Linked DNA regions of Rattus norvegicus: region 2 is linked to region 1. Evidence: chromatin contacts called from public Hi-C data. All regions are on one chromosome and are shown on one strand. Each heading gives the region's core, a stretch centred on a gene start, on an enhancer-like site or on the middle of the called end of the contact. The rest is flanking DNA. Distances are from core to core; before and after follow the strand shown. Region 1 holds the start of Cfap20 (cilia and flagella associated protein 20). Region 2 overlaps Kifc3 (kinesin family member C3).

What was found. A called contact is a pair of places that touch in the nucleus more often than the background predicts.
Region 2: a contact with region 1 is called in a Hi-C map of liver, with 1.9 times the contacts expected there. The contact joins the enhancer-like site here to the promoter of Cfap20 in region 1. A contact is called at or near these places in 1 of 12 Hi-C or Micro-C datasets (liver) and 1 of 1 datasets of contacts at active chromatin or transcription factors (oligodendrocytes).

Annotation. Positions count from the first base shown.
Region 1 is chr19:9,612,941-9,618,386 of GRCr8, forward strand. Cfap20 (cilia and flagella associated protein 20) reads left to right here and starts at 2,038. Exons shown (of 6, transcript NM_001399181.1): 1 at 2,038-2,347. The coding sequence starts at 2,264.
Region 2 is chr19:9,900,705-9,906,357 of GRCr8, forward strand. It overlaps Kifc3 (kinesin family member C3), which reads left to right. Exons shown (of 21, transcript NM_001401191.1): 4 at 4,667-4,805. Among named protein-coding and RNA genes, the nearest start is that of Katnb1, 43 kb to the right of the region's middle. Within about 2 kb of position 2,872, at least 4 of the 93 cell types and tissues checked have an H3K27ac peak or open chromatin away from gene starts, as enhancers often do. A contact at or near this core is called in liver, where this site is marked.

The DNA.
Region 1 (5,446 bases), core at 788-3,287:
AACTGGACCGTGTTTATTCCTATCTAGTAACTCTGGAGCAGACACACAAGCCAAAGAAGTTCTCATCCGGGTTTTTAAGGGGAAGATGTATAAAGATGGCCATTCCTGGGGGAGGGGAGAGATAAATGCAGATGCCTGGCTGGGAGGACAGTGATGGATTCCACACGCACTGGTCCAGAGGATGGATCTTAGCAACCACAGCCTCTGAGGCTGTCTGCACACATTAATATGTGATGGGATGAGGGCAGATTAAGGAGGACTGGGCAGGTAGCCATGGGGACAATATACAGAGGCATACAATTATTTCTGAATGGTGATATTATGAGTGACTGTAATGTTACTTTTTATAGCTTCCTCAATAATCTGTATTACATTAATCAGAAAAAAAAAGCCATGAGACAGGGTTCAGAACCTCCTGAGGAGTTCAGTTATTACCTTAATTATTTATTAGTCATTCCGTTTTCTATTTCCAGACTTAGTACTGGTGAATTATTTCTAGAAATAACTTACTTTTTCTAAGATATCAAGTGGTTAATTATATGCAACATTTAAATCACCATAGAAACTCATACGCCATCATTTCTTTCTTATGTTGAATCGTTTTCCTCCTGAGGATATTCTGAACAACTTAAAAACAAGTTATAAATTATTCACTTGGCTTAGAGTACATAAAGAATCTCCAGATATCATGCAAAAATAAATTCCATATAACAAGTTTCATTTTTATACAGTAATAGATTCACATATTTTTCACGATATCTAGAAATTCTGGCTGGAGTACTCAAAGTTCTGGTGTGAGGGTTGAGTGAGTTAATGCAAGGTAAGGCGCTGCCTATACCTGTCACACAGTAAACGTGTAAACTTTGCAACTATGATCGTTAAAATTGCTAAAGTGATTGCCTTTGCTTCAAACTCTTTAAAACGAATCAGCTGGGGTTGGGGAATTTAGCTCAGTGGTAGAGCACTTGCCTAGCAAGCGCAAGGCCCTGGGTCCCCAGCTCCGAAAAAAAAAAGAAAAAAACCAACCAACCAACCAACCAAACAAACAAACAAACAAACAAAAAACCCGAATCAGCTATTGGTTCAACTGGACCAGTCCAATTGTGTTTAATTTTTATTAATTTTCGCTTATATCTTTTTTTTTAAAGATTTATTTATTTATTATATATAAGTACACTGTAGCTGTCTTCAGATACACCAGAAGAGGGCATCGGATCTCTTTACAGATGGTTGTGAGCCACCATGTGGTTGCTGGGAATTGAACTCATAACCTCTGGAAGAGCAGTCGGGTGCTCTTAACCGCTGAGCCATCTCTCCAGCCCAATTTTCGCTTATATCTTAATGTTCAGGCTTTCTTGTTTTCGGATCAATGCATTTAAAGAGATGTTTTCCCCAGGGTATTGCTTTCACATCGTCTCACTCACCGTGACTTGATAACTAAAGATGATGATGTAAATAGGGCACTCAATACTGATTCATTAGCTTACACATTCTTCTGTCTCCTGTTCTCCTGGGCCAACCCACATTTGTTTTTTGAGACAGGGTGTCTCCGAGTCCTGGCTGTCCTGGAGTTAGTTATGTACTCCAGGCTGGCCTCAAATACAGAGAACTTTCTGCCTCTGCTGGGATTAAATCCGGTGCTAGGATTAAAGTCTGGCATCAACACACCGAGGGTAATGCTTATCTGTACTTGGCACAAAGCCACCTTCCTTACTCTTCCCGCCCTTCAGGGGAGGTGTCTGGCGTGACTCCACCCCTCCACACGCCTCCCGGTTCCCATGACACCACGCAGGCACTGTAAACACGTGCGGTAACTTCTTACGTCTCCTTCCGCTGTTCTGAAGCAAGTCTCGGCTGCAGTGGGGAGGGGCGGGGAATAGTCCCTTGGCAACCGAGTTCCGCTCCGGAGGGGGCAGGAAGGGGCGGGCCTAAGGGCGGAAGGAACCGGAAACCGCTCTTTCTGCGGTAGGACTGGGTGATGCGCCTCCGGGAGGCGGGCCCAGGCGTGCGGAGGGATCCGTGGCTGGCCGCGGCGGCGCTCCGCCTCCTCTCAGGCAGGCTTGGCGGCGCGGGCGGCAGTTGCTGTGGTTTCGGTGCTGAGGTGGCTGTGTGTTCACCGAGGCTTGCGGATCCGCCGCTTCCCGCCGTCAGTGGCTGCAGCTCAGTGTCCTTCCTTCGGACCGGCGGCACCCTCTCTCTTTCGCCGTTCGGTTCCGATTTCCAGTCCCGGGCCTAGGGCGGCTGCGGGGCCGCGGCTGGCGAGATGTTCAAGAACACGTTCCAGAGCGGCTTCCTCTCCATCCTCTACAGCATCGGCAGCAAGCCCCTGCAGATCTGGGACAAAAAGGTGAGCGATGGGGCGGGGTGTGGGCGGGGCACTCGCCGCCCACGAAATGGTGTGGCTACTGAGCCTCGGCTTCCTGGTCAGTAGAATGGGTGCAGGGTCCACAGCCTAGCTTGAAACGCATAGTCCTTTGATGAAAGACATGCATGTGTTCGCTGATACCAGGCATTGTGCTGCCCTCTAGACAGAGGGCCTCTTTCCCGGGCATCCTGAGCACCGGCCAAGCCAGAGGTGTTCCGGTCTCATTCATTAGCCCCCTCCATTTCATTGACCGCCGATAGCCTGACCTTTGGAACTTGGCTGCGAGCTTTCTTTAACTTAGAGTCCGTACTGTTCCTCCTGTACCGGCTTTCTCCGAAAACTGCACAAAGGTGATTGTTAGAGGCTTCTCAAGAGCCGCAAGTGCAGACCCAGTGTCAAGCCTCCGTATTTTTATCTAGCCGTCCTCTGGAATGGATGGTATCTTCGTTTGCCACATGAGATGGTGGCCTTCCCTGCTCACTTTTGGAGATGTTAAGAGCTAGCAGAAATGCCTTGGCGTTTCTTTTCTCGTGAAGATTCGTTTTTTTTTTTTTTTAAATACAAAGTGGGCACTCTAATGCGGAAGCCAGGTGATTTAGGGAGTAGCTTTAGTTCTGCCCTCGGCGGGGGAAGATGGAGAGAGGTGGTGTTCATAGAGATGTATATAGAATGGGTGGAATAAGTCAAGATTATTGTTAGTGGAACGAGAACAATGCAGTGTCTTTCCTAATTCACAGAGGAGGGCTTTGAGGCGCATAGTGGTTGACAGAGTACCTGACTTGCCTTCAGCTTGTCACTGCTAGAGAGTCGTGTGTTCTGAGGACAGTTTTGAGAGAAGCCTGTTGGAAGTATCGTGTCATTTGGCCAAGTCAGTTGAGAGCTCAACAAGATCTGGCCTTTGGTACGTGAGCAGTCTGACCAACTCTTTCAGATCCATAGCCAGAGTTATGTCAAGAGTATGGCGTAGGAAGCAGACCCTTAACTTCCCCCATTCTCCTGAGTGTTTATTCATTTTGAAATGAAGCATCAGGAGTTCTTAAATCAGACCTCTGCACCGAGAACCCAGAGCAAGTCCACCTGGCAGTGTTTGGAGGAGGATGCTCACCAGCTTGGTATCTGGACAGTTACGATGGGAGAGAAGTGTCGAAGCTTCTCTCAGAGGCATTCATTTCCCCCCTGGTTTTGATCTGAGATGTGGTTTATTTTTTTTTTTCAAGCCCGACTTTTTGACTGGTCACCATGTTTACACATGGCAGAGAAAGCAGAGTAACCATGGTGCGCTCGCTGTGTCCCTTAACAACGCCTCTAAAGGGCCAATGGTACCCTGATGACATAAACACGTAAGAAACATTGTTGGAGCAGAGTTACATGGAGCAAATTAAACAGACATTTTGGAAAGAAATTAGTTATGTTTCCAACTCTTGTTTGGATTTGACAGACTTAGCATTTAAGGGAGAGGTTTTCTCCAGTTGAAGCAAGAGGAGGCAAGGATGGAGGGGAAGTTCGGCCTCCAGGTTAGCTTTGCTGTGTTCAGGCCTTTCCTGAGTTAAGTTATGAAGTTCCCAGTAACTGGGAACAGTCCAGTCAAGGAGACCCTGGGAACTGGTCATGTTTATCGATCATGTTTATCAGGGATTTACTGAGCAACACCTGAGTGACAGGCATTGTCTACGGATACAGAATTGAGGGGGAACTGCCCTTTTCCTGAGAAGTAAGGTCTGGTTGTAGGGTAGAGGATGATAGGGCTGTCTGTTACCTACACGTGGCTTGGCCCTTTGCCAGTAGACACTACACACTGACTGAGGACTATTTTGGGTTCCATTTTGATATCACAAATATTTACTATTCTGACTTTTGCATTTGTGCACAGAGAGAATGCCTACTTGGCTTCCATAAAACAACAATCTTGAAGGATTGGGTATAGCATCTGCTTAGGCTTCTGAAATTAAGACGGTGCAGTCATCGTCCCTTGGCTTTTCCTCTCCCAAACCTCTAATGGCTGGCATCTGTCTAACTAGTTGTCCAGGCTCACTCACTGGCCCCTCCTTAGAAACAGACTCCTGCATGTGAAGGCCATGAAGCTCTCTGCAGTGTAAAACCTCCCGCACTGGTTGGTGCTGGCTTTCACCCCAAGTCCACCCACATCTTCCTTGGTCTCCGGCTCAGTGCAGAGGAAGCAGTACCTCTGGTGCTGCCTTGGCCCTGCAGGCTCAGTTTGTCAGCTCCCAGCCTCTGCATCCTCCTTGTCACGCTGGGACTTACTTAAGATCTGAGACAAATCTTTATTGGTTTTCAGACCAAGAGCTCAGAAAGAATCAACAGGCTCTTATAAATTTATTTTTTTAAGATTTTATTTTATTGTATATGAGTACACTGTAACTGCCTTCAGATGCACCAGAAGAGGGCATCAGATCTCATTACAGATGGTTGTAAGCCACCATGTGGTTGCTGGGATTTGAACTCAGGACCTCAGGAAGAGCAGTCGGTGCTCTTAACCACTGAGCCATCTCTCCAGCCCCCTCAACAGGCTCTTTAATGTTGCTTGACTTCTGGAACCACCAGATCCGACTGTCGTTATTAAGAATGTTAGGGCTGGGTGGGTACAGCTTTAATCCCAGCACTGAGGAGGCAAGGGCAGAGGAGTCTCTGAGTTTGAGTCTAGCCTGGTGAATACAGCGAGTCCTAGGGTGACTAACCAGGGTGACCTAGTGAGTTATTGTCTCAAAACAAAAATAAAAAACAGAGTGTTCCTCATCCTGCACTGTACTGCATGAGCTTCAGTCCTCTTTGCTGCTGCGCTGGAAGTCCATGGGACTGGCTTGTGTTGCTACTAGAAGCCCATCAGACTGATTTGTGAGTTCTGCTCTCTCTTCTCTCCTCCCAGCTGCTGATGTTTCTCCATGGAATGTGACTTTATCAGAGTCTGTTGTTGATCTTGTTAAGTGGTCATGATGCCTGGGTCCCTGTTTCTCATTTTAGGAAAGAATAAAGTCCCTCTCCAAAGTTTAAAAAAAAGTCACTACATTTTTGTTTAGTGTGTGTGTGTGTGTGTGTGTGTGTGTGTGTGTGTGTGTGTGTGTG
Region 2 (5,653 bases), core at 1,622-4,121, 290 kb after region 1:
ACCGACTTTGAACAAGCATGCCTACTGTACACTGGGGTAGGAGGTAGACTTGACTGTACAAATGATACAAAGAGTTAGTAGCTTTTATTCAACACTGTTTAAGGACACAGGCATTAGCTCTCATGTCTCAACAGAAAGATGCTGTTCTTTATGAGTTTTATAGACGAGAACATGGAGGCTCTGAGTTCAGAGAGGTTGAGTAACTTCCTGCTGGTCACACAGCAGACTGAGATCTGAACTGCCAAACAGACATGGAATGCAGAAGTGTAAAAAAATGTAAAGGCGACGGTGGTGGCGGTGCATGCCTTTAAGGGAGGAAGAGGCAGCGGATCTCTGAGTTTGAGGCCAGTCTGGTCTACTGAGCCAGTTCCGGGACAGCCAGGGCTACCTAGAGAAACTGTCTCAAACGTAAATAAACAAACCCCAAACAAACAAAACCCCAAATGGTGCAAAGAATTCAAAGAATTCACAGTACAATCCCTACAAGCTGAATGTCCCTCATGGCCCTTCTGCAAGTCCACTGTGAAAGGCTCACCCTCAGACTTGCCTTACTTTACCACCATCAGCCGCACGGTGTTTATATTTACTCATGAACATTACTCTATGACCCACTGTTCCCCTCACGGCCGTCGTGTAGAACTGTCCATTCCCTTCACCACTGCATCATGTTCTACCTAAGATCCCCCCTATAAACTGTAGCTGGGCTGCATGTGTGCTCGTAGCACCAAGCACTTGGCCGGCTCACCCCATCACCACCGAATGACGATGATGGTGATGACGGCGGTGATGGTCAAATCCTCGTCTGCCCTGTGTGTTATCTCTAACCACAGTGTGCTCTTTTGACGTCCAAGTCATGACGTTGGTCTCACGATTGTGTGTACGTGTGGGTGTGGGGGCAGCACAGTGTCCCTGTGCAGGTTAGAGAACAACTTGCGAGAGTCAGCCCTCCTCCTGCGTAGGTTCCGGGATGGGAACTCGGGCATCAGGCGCCTTCTCGCACCAAGCCATTCCGCCGGCCCACATTAGTTTGTTAGTTTAGGAGCTCACTATTTAGCCCCATCTGGCCTCAGACACAGAGCTCTGCCAGCTCGGTCTCCTAAGTGCTGGGATTAAAGGCATGTGCATTAGTTGGGCGTGCATGGATGCTTGCCCACGTATATGTATACGCACATGTGTATACCTGGTGCCTGCTGCCTGAGGACGCCAGAAGAAGGAATCAGATCCTTGTAGATACCACGTGGATGCTGGGAAATGATCCGAGGTTCTCTACAGACTGTCAGCGAATCTTCTGATGCGTGTGTAGAACTAGTTACCAACATGAATTCCAGCGTGGGTACTGGGAACTGGACCCGGGTACCAAGGCAGCAAGTGCTCTAATCCGCTGATAAGTGATCCGCTGAGCGCCATCTCTCCAGTGCCTGCATTAGTGTATCTTTTAAAAGATTTATTTTTACCTGTATGGGTATTTGCATATGTCTGGGCACTGCGGGTATGTCTGCTGCCTATAGAGGACAGAAGAGGGCATCAGATCGGCTCAGACGAGAGTTACGGTCACAAGCCACCATCTGGGTCCTGGGAATTGGACCTGGGTCCCCCCGGAAGGGCAACCAGTGCTCTCAACTGCTGAGTGGTCTCTTCAGCCTCCCGTATTAGTATTTAATATGTGTGTTTGCTGAACGATGTTTGCTGTTGGCCGCTTTGTGCCACTGCATCCTTAGACTGGGCATGGATGCTGAGAAGGGACATACGGGGCAGTAGCCCAGTAGAGGCTCCAGAGAGTCACCAGTGACCTCGCAGGCGTGACTACAAACAGGAGAGCACCAGGCACACAACTTGGGAGCATGAAGTTCCTGGGTTATCTGGGGGTGTTGTCCAGATTCCCCTAAGAGACGGGACTCATGATCCTCTAGTCTTCTTTATATTTTTGAGACAGGGACTCCCTCTGTAGTCTAGGTGATGTGGAGCTCACACCAGATACTCCTGTTCCCACGTGCTGTGGGTTTAGGAATAAACCAGCTTCTGATACACACACACACACACACACACACACACACACACACACACACACACACTCATCCTGCCTTTTCCAAGAGCCAGGATACTCCTGTTCCCACGTGCTGTGGGTTTAGGAATAAACCAGCTTCTGATTCACACACACACACACACACACACACACACACACTCACACACATCCTGCCTTTTCCAAGAGCCAGGAGTAAAGGCAAGTGCCGGTGGTTAGCAGGATGGGTGCTGGGGGAAACGCACACCTTTGAGCCATCCTCTTTCCAGCAGATGGATACAGTCCAGGGCTGCTGCTCTCGGCAGGACCCCAGGGATGATGGTGTTTAAGGGACAGCCTATGTTTCAACATGTCTCTTGGTTCTTGTGAGATTCTTCTGAGGACTGAACTGACCATACTTGTTTCTTTAGTGAAGTCTTCCAGGAGAGTGGGTCTGGTAAGACAACAGTTAAGGAAACCAGAGGGAAGTTAAATCGGGAGGCTGTGGTCATGAGCTGCAGCTCAGATGGGTGGTGGCCCTGTTCTTGAGCTTTGATTATGGGGTATTGGGCTGTGGCTGCTACGGAGGCCTGGGCTCAGCAGTTCTACTGACGCTCCATTCAGAAGCCGTTAGTGACCAGCTTCCAAGTTCATGTCCTTCCGGCCCTGCAGAGCTCTGCCTTATGGGTACGGACGGACGTGTGCCGAAGTGTGCTCCAAGCACAGGGGCAGGACCTGTAGGTCACAGACTCAGTCAGTCCAGCCTTGTTCCAGCCACTAAAGACCGAGTGGTACCTCCAGGACGCTGCAGAAATTCCCAGCCCCCTTTCTGTGCTTCAGCCAGCAGCCCAGAAATAGTAACCTTTGCTCCTGCCTGAAGGCAAATGGAAACTTCCAACTGTCGCCATCCCTGCCACCCCGACCTCCCCCAGCCTGCAGGAGATAGTGTAGCAGTTGGTTGAAGGGCGGGGACAGAATTAAGCTGAGGAGAAATGTCCTAAATACAAGAGATGGAGGGAGGAAGAGGCTGAGGATGTGGCTGACTAGGCACCTGCTGGGCCGATTTTCACTCTTGCGATTCTTTTTCTAAAAGATTTACTTTATCTATGTGAGTACTCTGTCACTGCCTTCAGTCACACCAGAAGAGGTCATCGGATCCCATTACAGATGGTTGTGAGCCATCATGTGGGTGCTGGGAATTGAACTCAGGACCTCTGGAAGAGCAGTCAGTGCTCTTAACCACTGAGCCATCCCTCCAGCCCTTGCAATTCTTTTGATTGGCCTTTTGATGCTCAAAGTTAGAGTGTAGGTCAGAGAAAGTATAAACTGATGGTAGCTATCCGTGCCTCTTTAAGGCACTTGAAGCATGCCTTGCTTGGTGTTGCCTTTGGTTTGCCCACTGGCACTAGAGGGCAGAGATTGATTAGACTGAGAAGGGAGGGAAACAGCTTCAGAGAGGGAGCAGAGTTTGTCTACAGCCACACAGCACACAGATGACATGCTGTCTCTGTGCTTTACCCTCCCTGTACCAAGCATTAAAGAAAAGGTGTGGCGCCTGGCCCTGGGATGTTGTCACAAGCCTTTAGTTCCAGTGGTGACAAGGCAGAGGCAGACAGATCTCTGCAGCTTCCAGACCAGTCAGGGCTACAGCATGAGGCCCTGTAAATAAAATAGAACAAGATTGACACTTGGCTTGAGACAGAAAGGCATTTTCCCAGATGCCCTGTGAACACAAGCACAGCAAAGCCGTGTCTTTAAGGTAAAACAGTCGAGCCTCAGATGGGTCCAGAACGACCTGGAGCCCTTCCTGATCAGATCCTCCTCTGCGGCTGTGACGTTTATCTCGATCCCCCAGGTTTAAGTTGCTCTTGTTTCCGTGTCCGTGGGTCTCTGTGTGCGCACAGCCCCACACCAAGCGCACACACAGACCCCGCTGCCTGTGAGCTCCCAGTTCACCTTTCATCTGTCTTGTGTATTATTACCCTTAAATGGGTTCACGTTCCCCACACCGTCTGGACCCTTGCTTGGCGTCTTTCTCCAAATGAAGTGCCCCACTTTACCCCTCCACTCACCTGCCCCAGCCCAGCCACCTTTGCCTCAGTCCCTTGACCAGGACATGGGGTCGCATTGCCCCTGGATAGCCCCATGGGACACAGCATGCAAGAAGCAGAGTGGCCGTTCTCCTGGTCAGATGGACTCGTGTGTAGCCTCCTGGTTCTGGGAGTGCCATCCTTAGGTGGGAAGCTGTCTACCAAGGTGTCACAGCAGGCGACACTATGACACTATGGGGGAGTGGCCCTAAGACTGCCGTGTGTAGGCAGGACAAGACAGCCACCTGCATTAAGGCTCGTTAGGAGAATGCTGCTCACATGTTGCTGCCCCCTGGAGCCTGAAGGGATAGCACAGACTTTATCTAGGGGACGTAGGTTCTTAGAACCCCTTTTACCGGTGTGGAGACTGACTGTGGTGGCACCCAAGAATAAATTACTGTCATCTTTCTGTAGGATGTTAGTCTGACTTCTCCGGTTTCCAGGCAAGACTCTTTGTCCACACCTCCTTGGTGAAGACAGTGCTTGGGCCCTGGGACCAGAGTGCTCACAACCCCAGGGCAAGGGTCTCTCCTCAGTGCAGTCCCTTCACGAGAGGATTCTGGTTGTGTCTTGGCAGCAGGCCCTGCAGGACAAGGGGTGCGAGAGCAAGAGTCAGGGGACGAAAGAAGACAGACTCCCGAAGAGGCAGGCGCCGGCCCCCAGGCGGGACCGGGAGGCCCCAGAAGCTGGTGGTACCATGAATGTAGAAAAACCAGGTAAAGGAGGTCAGCCCCACTGTCTGACACGCTCTGGCTGAGCGAGTGCAGGAGGGAGAACTCTGTCCCACAGCTGGAAGTGGCTCAGCCAGGCTGGCCACCTGACATGAACCTGAGACTCCGACCAGCCTCGTCCAGATCCATGGACAGCCATGTGTCTGTCCTCTTTCTTGTCCTGCCCCTTGTCCCAGGGCCACCAGGGCCCCACCCAGTGATAAGACTTTGGCCAGTGGAGGTTGGGTTGGATTTCCCTTCTTTTTGTCTTTTCCCAGTACCTACCTAAAGCAGGGCCCAGGAGCAGCCTCGCAGACGCCACCAGTTCCTTCAGCAAAGGCCTGGCTCTGTTCCGGTCAGAGGATCCAGAGGTCAGGGACTCGTTTCCCTCCCTCCAGGCAGAGAAAACTAAGCCTGCAGTTCCATTATCCCCTGACCACTAGGGCACCTAGAACTAACTGGTTTTCAAAGGTTCTCCAGGTTCCTTTGCTGTCTTCTGGGTTTTCAGCAGAAAGTACTGGCCAGTGAACACAGGGAGAGAACATCTTAGGGAGCCTCGGGGCAAGGCCAGGAGTACTGGGGAGAGGTGCTGTTTTCTCAGAGTCTGTGTGTCTGAACTTGCTGGGGTTGCTGGAGGAGGTCCCTCCCTCCTCTGAATCTGAACCAGTGCCTGTTGTGTACAAGCCCTGGTCCATCTAGATTCAGGGCAGGCATAGGGTGTGTAAGCAATGGGCAGTCAGGTTTTCAAAATGGCTACCATCTGGCCAGCTAGGTGGGGTAAGCCCAGAGGAAGGAAGGCTAGGTCCTCCTAGCTCAGGCATAGCACCTGAGCTCTGGGCCCTGTCGTGGTCCAT